Regions from separate parts of the Mus musculus genome. Here region 1 is linked to region 2. The links are chromatin contacts, called in public HiChIP or PLAC-seq maps. All regions are on one chromosome and are shown on one strand. Each heading gives the region's core, a stretch centred on a gene start, on an enhancer-like site or on the middle of the called end of the contact. The rest is flanking DNA. Distances are from core to core; before and after follow the strand shown. Region 1 holds the start of Csnk1g1 (casein kinase 1, gamma 1). Region 2 overlaps Zfp609 (zinc finger protein 609).

Region 1 (2,743 bases), core at 35-2,534, 220 kb before region 2:
GTTCATTCCCAGAATTATCTTTCTCAAAGCCAATACTTCCACTTGAACATAATTATCTCCTTAAAAGATTAAGAGAGAGTTCAATCATTGGAAAGGGACTCTTGTCCCTTGTCTCTCTAAATGTTCACTAGTTCTTCTAAGACATATACTATACTTCCTACAATTCAGTCACTTAAACAAAATGAAGATAGCATTTCTAATTCGTTTAAACCACAAAAGGATTACTGGCAGGTGAGAAAGAGGTTGAAAAAGGCTTGCCTAAACATGTCTCATCTAGACCTCTAAATATGGATTTCCTAGTGGTTTTTTTAAAGCATGCTCATTTACAAGGCTACGTTTGAATATAGTCAGATGCCTTCCAGTATTGCATTTTCTAAGAAAATTCATACCAGACTCATATCGGTCTGGGAGACTGCTAGAATATGCCATTCTGGCACTTTGCAAATATCCGAAAAATCATCCGGGGGCAACAAACCCAGTTTCACACTCTTGTTTTACGACGTGATGCGTACCCACTTAGGGGACAACGCTCCTATAGGGCGCCCTGCCGAGAGAGCAATAAAGGAAGAAGCGGGGGAAGCGCACGGAAGTTGGGTGGAGGGAGGTCTCATTACCCACTCTTCTGCCCTACCTCTGCCAAGGGCGGCTCCACGGTGCCCAGCCGACACGAAACCCTTACAAGCCCTCGAAGCCCGGCTCTGTCCCAACAGAGAGTCCGGGACGCGGACAATGTGAAGCACAGGATGACCACAGTCACCTCTCCAAGTCTATACCCTTGATTTCGGCCCTGGATGATGCTCCCCCTTCTTTTCGGAGCTGGCACTCCAGGTGGGAAACTCCCGGTCTGCATTGGCCGAAGTCCCTGCTTCAGAAAGGGCGCCTCCTGCGACCGGGTCTAACCCGCAACCCGCAACTCTTTGCACGCAGGGACCCTGGTCCCTCTGTCCCGCCCCCGCAACCCTCCACGGACAGGCCCGCGCCCCACCCGGGATTCCCGAGTCCACTGCCCCGCCCCAGCGAAGGGCTCCTAAAGCCCCCACCCCACCCCCCCCACACACACACGTACACACACACACACATCTCAGACTCCAGTCTCCCAGACCCAGTCGAAGCCAGAGTACCTACCTAAATCAGCGGTGCTCCAGTGTTCCAAGGGGGCGGGCGCGGTCCCCTCCCCGAGGCGCCTACTGCTTCTCTCAACCACCCCTTAAGCCGCAGCTTTGCTTTCCCAGGAGCGGGAGGGAGCGGAGGGAGCGGAGGAGGCGGAGGGGAGGGGGAAGACCAGTTGAGGGGCGGCCGAGCCAAGCCGGAAGTACTAATGCAGGTCCCACCCACCTCCTGGAGCCGCAGAGCATCCTCGTTCTTCTGATAGGACAAACCCCTGTCGTCGCTGTGAAATTCAGACCACCACTTCCGGGTCGTTAATGCTGCGGCCCCTCCTTAGCAACAGCGTGGGGTTGCTAAGCGGAAGTGCCTTTAAATACCCCCCTTCCCCCCCCATTTCTTCGGGGACTGTTGGTAAGTGGGTTGGGAGCTTCGTTTTCTCATTTGGAAATGTTTTTAGGCCTTTAGTTTACAATGTTAGGCCAGGTAAACCCTTCGCTGCAGCAGGTAGTAGGCCCAACGTAGCTGCTTCCATCAGTTGGTCTCTGACACCAGCTCCAAACTACACACACCTCCTGGAATCCTGGGCCATCTCGGCAGCTCCTCCCAAAGCTCCTCTCCAGGCCCCTTGCGGGAGCTTCTTTCTCACTGTCTAGCAAGCATCTCCCTCTGGTGGATTTCCTGTCGTTTCAACCAGACTTTTGCATGCATTTCGTTCTGAACCGGCTCCAGAAGTCGAACAGTGAAGTGGGTAAGAAAGTTTTGTCTTACCTTGTCTTTTCTTTTTTCTTTTTTTTTTTTTTTTTAAGGATTTAACGTTTTTATGTGTGACCTGGAAATAACCTAGCTATATTTGAGTCTATGAAAATTGACCAGAGTAATATTATTATTGTTATTCCATAAAACGGGGGAGTTGGGGGAGACAAAGAATGCCGGTAATCTCGCTTGAGTAGGAAGACAACTAAGCCTCCCATCAGAATAAACCAACATACCTATACGGTGACTAAGAAAGGTGTCCATAAAAACCCTCATTTAGGCTGGGGATTTAGGTCTGTGATACAAAACTTGCCTGGCATGCCCAAGGTCTTTAGTTCGATTCCCAGGCATCGAAGAAAGGAAGGGAGGCAAGGAGACTCATTTACTGGACATGACAAGCAGACCTGTAATGCTTAGACTCCAGAGGAAAAGCGAGGATAGTAACTCCAAGGCCTAGACTACATGGTCAGTCCCAGTTTTAAAACATTTTACCTAACATACCCGAGGCATAAGTTCACTCTTTGAAAAAACTGGAAAACTATGGTGGAGACCAAAGCCAACAAAATAACCCCCTGTAACGACCCCTATAATTATAGTAATTATATTTTTAGAGAAACCTGGGGTGGGGGATAAAACCATCACTTGACTGTATTATTTTTTGAGTCTGAATCTCACTTTGAAGCCCTGGATGACTGATCAGGTAATGTCTATGTAGACCAGGCTGGCCCTGAATTCAGAGACCCACCTTCCTCTTCTCCCAGGTGCTGGGATTTAAAGCGTTCACTACCGGGATGGACCGGCTTTCCTATTTTAACTTTAACTTCTGAATTTTTCTCATCTACATCAGTGGATACACTTGCAACTGTAAGACCCGATTTTATTG
Region 2 (2,785 bases), core at 100-2,599:
TCTTTTTTAACCCCTTGGTGCCTTTCCCAGGGGGGATTCCCCATACTGACCTCACTTCTACTGCTTGGCTTCTACAACTCAGGCAGTATTAATAGACTTCCTCCCAGCATGGGTAACCTTGGAGCCTGCCACATCACTTTAGAGCAGCAACCAGAAGGCAGGCTGTTCTTGGAGACATTCAGTTATCTGAGTATCCTCATTTAGGGTCACAAATATATCCATCCCAGTTCCTCTGTCTACAGGTACATGATTTTATACAGTTCACTCTGTAACTCCGTACGTGCCAATATGAGGAGTGTCTTTATAACACACGTTTATGTTTTAGGGGCCACTGGCCAAGGGGAGATGATTTGCTCCTTAGACCCTAAAACAGCATATCCAAGCATTATATGCCCAAGTCAGAGTGGACACAGTGGATAAGGCTTTGAGGTGGCAGGCATTTCTCTGTTCTCCTGAGCTACAAAGTCATGTTAGGAAAAAGTGATGACCTAGCTTTGTTGGAGTCACGTCTTCCCAGCATGTGGGATGTTTTTTAGGTCTTTGCTATTGCAGGGTACCATCCCTTTGAAGCCCTTTCCTCCTGTTTTTGCCCTTTGGACTGCAAGAGAGAGAGAAAGATGCACAGATACCAGCTTAGGCTAATCGGGAGCTTGAAACAAGAATGTCAAAAGTGACAGTTTGAGAGCAGGAAGGTAGGTGGCTCTAACTTCTTTGGGAAAGTGGGGTGGTGGGAGACATTAAGCACAAAGCCCAAGAGAAGCTAGCTCCCGAGAACTCATGAACCCTCCATGTATATAATCAGGCTTTGGTAGTTAGCATCTCTGACCTCCAAACCTTTCCTGTTTCCAAGTCCTTGTTTTTTTTTTTTGAGTTGGGTTCTGGGCACTTGGGAAAATCCTTTTGTCTAAACAGCCTCCTCGCCACCATTGTCCCCTCTGCCACATGCTGCCCCAGCAGGAGTCTGGGTAGTGACCCCCTTTCATTCGTGGAGGTAGATGTTGGAGATAACATCTTATCTAACCCATTACCCTTACTAAGAAAGTGACTGTCGCCTAATTATGCTTCTCCCCACAAGACTAGTGAGTAGAGCCATGCTCCCATCTGTTCCTGTTTTTTTTAAATATTGTGTTTTGTATGTATCTGTGGCACTGGTTTGCAGTGTGCTTTGTACATATTGTAAAAAAAAAAACATTGGAGCAATTTTGTTTTTCACTGGGTAGGCATGGCCCACATTCCTGCCCTTTCCACTTTTTTCATTTTATAACAGAGGTGTGTCTGTATTTGCAAGACAGCCTTAGATTCTGCAGAAGGAACAGCTTTCTCTCTCTCCCCTCTCCCCTTCCCTTCCCTCCCTCTGTCTGTCTCTCTCCCCTCTTCCCGTTAGAAACAAGTCAGCTTTTTGTTCCCTCTACCCAAGTGCCCCTTGAAAAACAGGTGCTGCTCTGAAACGAGATTAGCAGTAGAAAAATGACCCTGTGTTCTCAGCTCCTCCCTCCTGGTCCCTAGTCTGAGTCCGGTCTTCCCGCTCTGAAGTAGTATTACATACACTACAGCTCCAGCTGTGGAAACTCCTGACTAGTGCTTCAAAACTGTCCACCTCCACACCTAGTCAGAAAGACAGGATCTGGTGCAGACCACCAAACCAAGCCTCTCACTAAGCCACCCTGCCCATGCTCTTGCTCTTAATGATCTCCAGGGACTCATGTGGAAGAGAAGCTATAGGAAGTAGGGGCCTCACCCTGAGGAAGGGCAGCTACCGCTTGCCAGCTGCTGCTTAGGACTCACATCTACTTCCTCATTTCCCCATCTTATACTTGTACATGTAGTCTCCACTAAGCCTACTCTCTCCACACATCTCAAGGTCAAAGAAACATAGAAGGGTAAGAGGGTACCCTGTGAAATGATCCTTTCATGCACCTTCTCTCCAGGCTCCAGGGTGGGGTGGGGGGGACTTAGTTTAAGGGAGTTAGTTCTGCAGAAGGGCTAGAGAATTGGATATAGATTTGAGGCCTCATCACTTACCCCATATACCTTATCTGTGTACTCTGATGGCCCCCAAGATTCAGCTGGGCAGCTAGCTGGCCCATTATTCTGGGCCTTTGTCATTTATTACTAGTTTCCAAGGAAACTTTCCAGTGATTCCCTGCCATGGGCCCCTCCCAGGCCTTATCCCTAGCCCCTCCTGCCCCAGCCCACCCGCTTGCCTTGGTGCTCAGCCCTCCCACTGGGAGCAGGTTGGGGCAAGCTGGAGGCTCGGGCTGGAGGGACAGTGTTGCTGTTCATAGCTTTTGTTCCATTGGCGTTGCTCTGTTGAATTTAATTTCAGTCTTCCTGATTCTTCCCTTCTGTAAAGTGTACATTACCAAGTTCCTTGTTTTTTTATATATATATATATAAATATATATATATACAAACTGTACTCTTTTTGCCTTTGTACATTCAGGCAAGAAGAGAAAATAAATCTTTTTAAGAGACAATCACAAATCTGTGAGGGCTGCTGGTTATTTCTCCTGGAGTTTGCTGCTGAGCTGCTGCCTCCTCCCCTAGCTGTTCTGTTCCCCCCTCAGCTTCCCTGTCTTTTCTCTAGCCCTGCTCCATACCCACCCTCAGCTTCCCCTTTCCTGGCTGACAGCAAGCTGTTGAACCCAGTGTGCCCACCTGCCCTGTAGCTTCTTCCTGTCCAGCATTGTTTTCCAGCTTGGCCACTGGCTGATCCTGTATCCTGACCTTTTTTTAAACCCTTAGATCTCATTCACCAAAGTGGCTTTGGACCCCTGGGTGCTCT

The links. HiChIP or PLAC-seq counts read pairs in DNA pulled down with a chosen protein or histone mark.
Region 1: an H3K27ac HiChIP or PLAC-seq map of the HPC-7 cell line shows a contact between it and region 2, with 7 times the contacts expected there. The contact joins the promoter of Csnk1g1 here to the enhancer-like site in region 2. A contact is called at or near these places in 1 of 39 promoter capture datasets (hippocampal neurons), 3 of 115 datasets of contacts at active chromatin or transcription factors (the HPC-7 cell line, embryonic basal ganglia and forebrain) and 3 of 9 other capture datasets (adipose tissue, liver and pancreatic islet).

The regions. Positions count from the first base shown.
Region 1 is chr9:65,907,551-65,910,293 of GRCm38.p6, reverse strand. It overlaps Csnk1g1 (casein kinase 1, gamma 1), which reads right to left and starts at 1,284. Exons shown (of 14, transcript NM_173185.2): 1 at 1,126-1,284. Trip4 (thyroid hormone receptor interactor 4) reads left to right here and starts at 1,500. Exons shown (of 14, transcript NM_001357872.1): 1 at 1,500-1,855.
Region 2 is chr9:65,692,090-65,694,874 of GRCm38.p6, reverse strand. It overlaps Zfp609 (zinc finger protein 609), which reads left to right. Exons shown (of 10, transcript NM_172536.3): 10 at 1-2,785. Among named protein-coding and RNA genes, the nearest start is that of Oaz2, 17 kb to the right of the region's middle. Within about 2 kb of position 1,349, at least 73 of the 459 cell types and tissues checked have an H3K27ac peak or open chromatin away from gene starts, as enhancers often do. A contact at or near this core is called in the HPC-7 cell line, where this site is marked.